2 separate regions of the Oryctolagus cuniculus genome follow, and region 2 is linked to region 1. Evidence: chromatin contacts called from public Micro-C data. All regions are on one chromosome and are shown on one strand. Each heading gives the region's core, a stretch centred on a gene start, on an enhancer-like site or on the middle of the called end of the contact. The rest is flanking DNA. Distances are from core to core; before and after follow the strand shown. Region 1 holds the start of ELOVL6 (ELOVL fatty acid elongase 6). Region 2 holds the start of GAR1 (GAR1 ribonucleoprotein).

Evidence for each region. A called contact is a pair of places that touch in the nucleus more often than the background predicts.
Region 2: a contact with region 1 is called in a Micro-C map of ear pinna, with 6 times the contacts expected there. The contact joins the promoter of GAR1 here to the promoter of ELOVL6 in region 1. A contact is called at or near these places in 2 of 6 Hi-C or Micro-C datasets (ear pinna and an unstated tissue).

What each region holds. Positions count from the first base shown.
Region 1 is chr8:54,803,979-54,808,477 of mOryCun1.1, forward strand. ELOVL6 (ELOVL fatty acid elongase 6) reads left to right here and starts at 2,030. Exons shown (of 5, transcript XM_008267482.4): 1 at 2,030-2,259; 2 at 2,979-3,099. The coding sequence starts at 3,011.
Region 2 is chr8:55,154,134-55,158,451 of mOryCun1.1, forward strand. It overlaps GAR1 (GAR1 ribonucleoprotein), which reads right to left and starts at 1,291. Exons shown (of 7, transcript XM_051819521.2): 1 at 1,002-1,291; 2 at 432-648. The coding sequence starts at 636. It overlaps CFI (complement factor I), which reads left to right and starts at 1,292. Exons shown (of 16, transcript XM_070047758.1): 1 at 1,292-1,355; 2 at 1,755-1,890; 3 at 2,595-2,688.

The DNA of each region.
Region 1 (4,499 bases), core at 780-3,279:
TGGGGAGTGAACCAGCAGATGGAAGACCTCTCTCTCTGTCTATCTCTCTCTGTAACTCTGTCTTTCAAATAATAAATAAAATAAATCTTTAAAAAATATTATGCACAGCATAGATGTCATTTACATATAACACTATACATAATGTTCTGTGCCTTGCCTTTTCATTTTCCTTCATACATATCAGGAATTCCTTTGATATTGTGATCTATAGAACAAAAATCCCAAAATATTCTGATATAAAATTATTCCATCATATGTTTCCAGGTTTTTTTGTTGCTGCTACCAAGGGTGCTATGTATCTTACACAAACATCCATAATGTCTTTGATGATATATCTATAAATTCCTAGCAGTGGAATTATTGGAAATTAACATGCTATTTCTCAGTATAACATCTTGTAACCTCCTCTCTCCCACGACCTCCCCCCCCCCACACAACAGGCAGAATGAAATCAGAACACACTACTTTTTCTTGTGGCTACCTCTCCAATCTAATTTTCTGCTACTCCTTAGCTGTGGCCTAGAGTCACACCAGGCTTTTTCCTAAAGCCTGCAAACTCATTCTTCAGCTCGGGGCTTTCTCGTGCTTGCTTGCTCTTCAGTGCAACCCCCTGTAGAAGGTGACTGGAGATGGCGCCTTTAGATAAGACAGCACCATTTCACTAACATCAAGTATTTACTGTTTTTTATAACTGCTCTTTTAAGGTCCAGATTTGTTTTTAATATAACCCCACATCCATGTTTAGAAAATAAGCAGGGAATAACAGACATGCTTTAAATAAGAAACATAGTAGGGGCACTTTGTGGCATAGCCGGTAAAGCTGTTGTCTGGGATGCCTGCATCCCATATGGGCTCAGGTTTGGGACCTGGCTGCTCCACTTCTGATCCAGCTCCCTACTAATGTGCCTGGGAAAGCAGTGGAGGATGGCCCAGGTGTCTGGACCCCTGCACCCACATGGGAGACTGAAGAATCTCCTGGCTCTTGGCTTTGGCCTGGCCCAGTCCCCGTTTTTGCAGCCATTTGGGGAGTGAATCAGTGGATGGAAGACCTCTCTCTGTTTCTTCCTCTCTCTGTGTAACTCTGTCTTCAGAATAAATAAATCTTTAAAAAAGAAAACATAGTAAACAAATGTGAATTTCTCAAACTGCTTTCAAATCGATTACATTGCAAACACAAAGAATGAATTTAAAATTGATTTACTTTTGGACAAAAATAAGACTTATCCTTGCAACATACAATGAGGTCTTTCTAGGATTTTCTCACTGTAGAGCGCTTCCTCACTTTCCTATTCTCTTTCATATACTTAACAATTACTCATCACTTTACAAATATTGATTAATTACTCAGAGGCCCAGCCCCTGTGCTATAAAATCTTTCTCATCTGACCACACCTACTTTCCAGCCTAACTCAGCCAAGTGTTTTCGGCCTGGCCTGGGCCTCACTTTTAAATTCACTCAGACTTGCACTGTAGAAGTCTCCAGAATGACAATCCTTAAAAGGAAAGATAAGCAACTTCCCTACCTGGAGTGTCAACCTATTCATTGATTTGCAAATCAGCAACCGGGCCGGCCCTTTGGTTTACATAAAATTGTACTGGATTGTTAAAAACTTTTTCTTTAGTTTCTTACTACACCTTGCTCCCTAGGAAGAGGCGCCTCTGAGTTCCCAAGTTTCAGAGGCTCCCATCTTTGAATGAAAATACCCTCCCTTTGGACTCCTGGGGAGGTGAGGGCTATTTGCATCTGAGAAGGGTCATTTTCTTTTTGGTCTTAATGTCCGTTTAATTTTGAAAGTACAGGTTGTTTATTATTTTTTTAAGTTTACAATTGCATTCCTATATTAGATTATTGGACAACTCCTTGCCCTCCCATTTCATTTTCCCCCACGTCTGGGGGAAATCATTGAAGGGGCAGATGGAGCAGAATTCTTTTGATGTATGAGGTCAACATTGCATCCAACCCTCTCCTCAAACAGTATCTACAACAACAAATAAGTCAAAATTACCCATGCATACAAATAAAGCCTTTGCATTGGACCAGTTGGTCCAGTTCTCCGGTCGCTAACTTCCTCTCCTCCTTTGTCTCTGTTCATTAATTATCCCCCTCTCGGTACCCAAACCCTCCACCTAACCCCTCTCCCAGTCCTTTCTTCCACTTCCGGCTATTGGCCTCTCCCGACTTCCACCCTCCTCATCCTCATCCTCCTCCGGCTGCACGTGACGGAGGGCGCTCTGCGGGCCACTCGGCCCCCGGCGAACGTGAGTCTGAGCCGGAGCTCCGGAGTGGGGGCAGGGGGAGGCCCCGGAGGGTTTGCGCCGGGGCGAGAAGGGGCAGCGCGTCCCCTTCACGTGTGATCTCATCGCAGATTTACCTGGAGTTGTTTTGCGAGGGAGCGCTGGCAGGTTTTACTATTTCCCAATTGTTTACTCCCCGAGCTCTCCCGTCCACGCGCCTCAGGGCTGCGCCCCACACGCTGGAACTTCATTCAAAGGCAGGGCTCGGCGGCCCGCGAGGCTGGGGCCGGGGTACGCGGGTGACCGCCAGGCCACTTCCTCCCTCCCCGCGCCCTTCCCCCAGCCCTCCACCCCCACCGTGGCCTTTACTAAACTGCACCCCAGGGCGGGAGGAGGTCTCGCTCCTCTGCGCCCTCCCTCGCAAAGGGTTAATTTTCCTGATCGCACGAGGGGGAGGAGATTTCCCTGTAGACGAGTAAAAAGGGTGATGGACAAACGTGCGGGCACTAAGACCGCAAGGCATTCATTTCCTCCTACGGTGGATGCGGACGCCGGGAGGAGGCGAGCCCCACGGCGGCGAGGAGCTGGGCGCCGAGGCACAGGCAATGCTCCACCCTGGATGTAGCTGAGAGGCGAGCGCCGGAGACCCAGCGGCGAGGGCAGACCCGGGGGGGTGGGTGGGGGAGCAGGCAGGAGCGAGCCCTCGAGACCTAGCGCTTTACAGATTATTTTATTTTGTGTAGAGAGCACGTAGCGACTCCGAAGATCAGCCCCAATGAACATGTCAGTGTTGACTTTACAAGAATATGAATTCGAAAAGCAGTTCAACGAGAATGAGGCCATCCAGTGGATGCAGGAAAACTGGTAGGTGATGCTTTCGCGTGACACGGCGCCCGGCAGCCCTGCGTCTTCCCCCCGGAGCGCGTTCGGGTCGGGCTCCCTGCCCGCGCGCGCAGCCAGCCGGCAGCCCCGTGCCCGGGTCTCGGCGCGCAGGAGACGCCCGGCTGCGCGAGCCGCGGCTCCACAGGCATCTTTTGCACGGATTATATAACTCAGAACATATGTGTGTGCCTAGGGTGATGTCTGCGCGAGAGGGGAGGCGGGAGAGATGCCACAGTCCTGTCCTCTACCTGTGCTGCCTCCTGGTTTCCCTCTAGATTTTTTTTTTTCTTTTTCCCTCGGCCTCCAGCAGCCGTGTGTGAGAGACCGGGGAGGTGGGACCCGGGCTCCAGCTCGCTTTAACCCTCTGCCGCCCGCCGCCCTCGGCTCTGGTCCGCGCCCTCTCCCATCCTCGTGCCCTTCCTTTCTCCTTGCAGCTTCTCCCACTAAACTGCCCTCCTCCGTGCGCTCCCCGGCCGGATGCCTCCCTGCTTGGACCCCTTTCCGGTTTCATACAGAGACGGGGGAGGGGACAATGAAAACTGTAATAAAAATGAATGAACCCGAGCGAGCGCAGCCACGCCATGATTAAGTTTCTGTTTTACGGAAACGCCTTTTGGCTGCACTCACTTCTAAGGCAAAGCTGCTGAGTGGAGTCCATGCTCGCTGATGAAAAACCCCTCGGTCTGCAGTCCTGGGGAGGGGGAGAGGGATCTTCGCCACAAAAACTTCCAATGGGGAAACCTCTTTCTTGTTTACTGCGCTCCCTCCGCCCGTGCGGGAGGCGATCCGGTGTCACCTTGCAATGTTTAACCGAGGAGGGTGTGCTCGTCTCGCTTCTTCCTCGTGCACTGGGCCGTGCCGGAGACAGACCCTCGCTCCCCTGCCTACCCCCACCTAGGTCTGGCGAACGGGGAAGTGGCCAGCCCGGGGCACCCGGGAGCCGGTCCGCGGGGCCGCCTCCCGGGGCTGGGGCGAGAAAGGTCGGGCAGAGGGGCTCCCGGGCGCCAGGGGGGATTCCGGTCGCCGCGTGCCGAGCGCGCGTGCCCCGCGCCCTCGCGCCCTGCCTTGCCTCCCTCCTGCTCGCATCACTGGGCAGCCGGAGACCCTGCTGGGCAAGGGGGTTATAAGGGTGCCGGGAAAGGGGCCCGATTTCCTCTCCTCCCGCCCCTTGGGGTCGTCCATCCTCCTCGGGAGGCGCGACCGCCGCTCCCGGCAGCTCCTGCCCGCCCGCCCGAGCGTCCTTACTACGGGCCCGCCAGCCCCTGGGCGACTGCAGCCGGGCGGAGCCTGCCCCCTGGGCCGCACTCCCCGGCCGGGCGCCGCCTGCACTTCGCAGCTGCGGCGTGGCTGGTGGGCGCCGGGCCCGCGGGCCGCCCCGGAAG
Region 2 (4,318 bases), core at 41-2,540, 350 kb after region 1:
AACTCCAATATGGGACGGCGGCTTCAGAAACTGGGCCACAACGTCAGCCTCCTTGTTTTGCGCTTATCACTAACCTTATGATCCTAGCAGAGAGACTTGGCTTTGAATCACAGTTTACTCATCTGTTACAATGGGGGGAAACAGGGATAAGCACTCAATACTGTTTATATAACCCCTTTCCGTCCAAGCTCAAACGACACCTTGTTAACACAATTTAAATGCAACTCATTTTTCTGATCTCTCTACATGCTACACTCTTTAAGTCAGTTACAGAATTCTCCACACAGACTTGCCTCCGGGACCAAGCTGCAACCTCCCTACGTGAGCTGCGGGCCCCACTTGTCAGCATCTCACTCCCAAATCCGCCAGTGCCACGAACCCACAACCCAGCCCCACACGCGCGATGAGGTTAGTCTTCGAAGCCGACATACTGACTACGCGTTCTGGAGGTCCTTGGTCTTGGCCTTTGTTAAAGCCCCCGCGGCCACCCCCTCGTCCAAATCCTCCTCGGCCGCCGCCTCGGAAATTGCCGCCGCCGCCTCGGAAATGGCTGTTGTTGCTGCTGCCCCCGCGGTTGAAACCGCCACCGCCTCCGCCTCGGTTAAAGCCTCCACGACCTCCTCCTCGAAAAGACATGATCTCTCCTACCTGGTATAAAAGAAAAACGAAAAACAAGGTTCGTGCCTTCTGATCGGTGTGGTCCCCGAGGATACCTCTAACCAATCTGAGACAGTGAAGGGGACAAAACCCATAGCAGCTCTGCCTCCTCGCCCATGACCAGACTGCTAGTGACAACCCGATGGGTGAGGACTATCTCCCCACCGCCCTGAGAGCGCCGACCGACAACACGTTATCCTTGTCGCCCCTGGGTTACCACCTCCCCTACCCAGCAGCAAGGGCTTCAAGCCGCATTGCATTCCCTTCCTTCCTCTCTCCATCCCTCACGCAGCTAAGCTCCAGGTCCAACATTCTCAGATCCTTCAGCTCCTAGGGCCACTCACCGTCTCCACGTGCACCCCTGCTTCCCGAGGTGCGCGCACACCCACCCGCTGGGTACTTCCGCCTCACTCCCAACTCTCGGCCACCGTACCGGCTAGGGCTTTATAAGGGCAGGGAAGGGGCAGAAACTCGAATAACGGGTTTCTCCGCTCACTGACAGATCCTGAGGCACCAGCACTTTCCCAAAACAGCCTTCAGTGCCGAAAAAGTAATAGTAATATCCAATTTCCAGCCTCTCCTTTACGACAGTGAGGTAAATTTGCCGAAAGAACCGCGGCGGAAGTGACGTATAATAGCGGCGCCCTTTGCCCCAGGACATTCCGGAAGTGCAGCAGGGGGCGTGTCTCCCGGAGAAGGTTGGTGTTAGGGCTCCGCCTGTTCTTTCTGCTGGGGTTTACGGGTGTTAGTGTTTGTGGCGCCATGGCTCCAGTAGTCGCGGTCCGCGGGCGGGGCGCTGTTGCTTCTCAGCTCGAAATGGTCCTCAACCTCACCCACCAGTTCATTGCAAACTCCAGAAAGTGTCGCCGCAACCCTTAAATAGCTCTGAGCCGCTCTTTGCCGGTGGTGGATCTAGCTGCATCGGAGCCTATCACGACCAGCGAAAAAGTTGAGCGGCTCCGTTGTAGGCTAAACTGGGCCTGTTCTTTTGTCACATAATTTTTTTAATGAAAGGGAGAAATAGAATATGTGTTTGTGTATTTTCAAAGCCGCTGTTATTGGAAACGAAACTAAGCTCTTTTAATCTTTTTCACCAGGTCACGCATTCAACAAGTACACTTTGAGCCCCGACAGGCTGTGTACTAGTCTACACGGGAAGTTCCTCTTCTCTTTTCTCCTGAAGCCCTTGGCATCTGCCATCAGCTGCCCCTACATCCTGCAGAACCCTTAAAGGTGGTGACTTCCCATTTTCGGTCAGGTTTCCCCTGCAATCCTCTAGAATTTTACCTTGATACTTTGAAACAGTTGTCTTTGAAAGAGAGTGGAGATGGGTACCTATTTCAGAAGGTTATTAATGAGATTAAAAAGCATTGAAAACTTTACTATAAAAATACTGGGAATTAATACTAAAATAGGGGGCCAGCGTTGTGGCATAGGGGGAATAAGCTGCAGCCTACAGTGCCAGCCTGTCATGGGCACTGGGGTGGGTGGGGGATTTGAGTCCTGGCTGCTCCACTCCTAAACCAGCTCCCTGCTAATGAGCCTGGGAAAGCAGCGGAAGATGGTCAAGTCCTTAGGTCCCTGGACCTACGTGGGAGACCTGGAAGAAACTCCTGGCTCCTGGCTTTCGGATCAGCCTAACTCTGGCCTTTATGGCCATTTGGGCAGTGAGCCAGCTGATGGAAGACCTCTCTATGTCTCTCTCTCTTTCTCTTTGTAAAAAAAAAAAAAAAAAAAAAAGGAAAATAAATATAAGCCTATGAAGGGAGCACGTAACAATCAATATGGAATCTGATAGATGTATTTGAACAGTATTTGATGTGTGCTTTAAATTCTGTGCATCAGACAGTGCTGGAATTAGTTATAACTGCCATGCTCTATTTTGCTTTGTGGCATTTAACATTGTATTCAGTATGTCTTTCTCATTATATATTTAGTGTTCCACTGTTACCTCCAACTCAGTGTGACAAAACCATTGATCTCCTAGAGGACTTTCAAAATCCCCTGGTACTTAACCTCTTTACCTTGCAGGTAAGGAAATGACATTCAGACAAGAGCAGTAACTTCCCCAGCTAGTTAGAAGGGCAAGCTAGAACCTTGAATTCTCACAACCCTCAGTCCTTCTTTATCCCTGCTTTTACCCTTTCCTTTTTCCAAATTATTCTTTCCAGTACACTATATGTCCTAGTGGTAGCATCATATTCTTGGTTCCTAATCCTTACATATTTGAGCACTCTTCTCCGACCCTGTCATCTGTAACCATCCCACCCTAGTCTTTGCTGCTGCCTCTTATGCAAAGTAGTCAGCTTCTGTTCATTCTTTCTAAGGTAGCTTTGTGCTGTCAACTTACTACAGGTCTTCAGTTGTCACCGCCACATGTTACCTTTTGTTAGTCTTATCCTAAATTACCCAGTAAAACCACAAGAAATCATCACAACATGCTGTCCCATTCTGAGTATCCTTGTTGCCTTAAACTAAATGCTTCCAGGCTTCACTTCCTCCTCCCATCTCTACTGCATATGATGCAATATTGAACTTACTAAAGCAGCTTCTTCATACCACACCCATCCTTGGGACTGAAAATAATCCTTCATTTCCTTTAGCAACAAGTCAAATAAACTCCATCAATTAAGCTTTCTGTATAATTAATTTTATTATCAAGCTAGCGCCATTCCCTTGCTTCTCTTTCTGCATTTTTTTTTTAAGATTATTTATTTGGCTGGCGCCGCGGCTCACTAGGCTAATCCTCCGCCTTGCGGCGCCAGCACACCCGGTTCTAGTCCCGGTCGGGGCACCGGATTCTGTCCCAGTTGCCCTCTTCCAGGCCCGCTCTCTGCTGTGGCCTGGGAGTGCAGTGGAGGATGGCCCAAGTGCTTGGGCCCTGCACCCCATGGGAGACCAGAAGCACCTGGCTCCTGCCATCGGATTGGCGCAGTGTGCCAGTCGCAGCGCGCCGGCCGCGGCGGCCATTGGAGGGTGAACCAACGGCAAAGGAAGACCTTTCTCTCTGTCTCTCTCTCTCACTGTCCACTCTGCCTGTCCAAAAAAAAAAAAAAAAAAAAAAAAAAAAAAAAAAAAAAAAGATTATTTATTTGAAAGTCAGAGTTACACAGATAGAGGAAAAGACAAAGAGAGAGAAAGAGATCTTCCATCCACTGGTTCATCCCCCAAATGACCACAACAACCAGGACTGGGCCAGGCTGAAGCCAGGGGTTTCTTCCAGATCTCCCATGTGGGTGCAGGGGCCCAAGCACTTGGGCCATCTTCTGCCTCTTTCCGAGGCACATTAGCAGGGTGCTGGATCAGAAGTAGAGTATCTGGGTCTCGCACCTGCGCCCAAATGGGATGCTGATGTTGCAGGCAGTGGCTTTACCTGCTATGCCACAATACTGGCCCCTTTTTGTACTTTTGTCACACACTCTTGCTTGAAGAAGTCCCATTTCCCATCTACTAGACCAGGGTGGGAATCTTTTCTCTGCCAAGTGCCATTTGGGTATTTATCATATCATTTGCAGGCCATACAAAATAATCAAGTTAAAAATTAGCCCACTGTAGACTTACTGAATTTCAAGGCCCACCTGTGGCTGCCTTGGCAGTGCCAGACCAAATGATTTCATGGGCCATATATGACCTGTGGATCGAGTGTACTCCACTCCTGCCT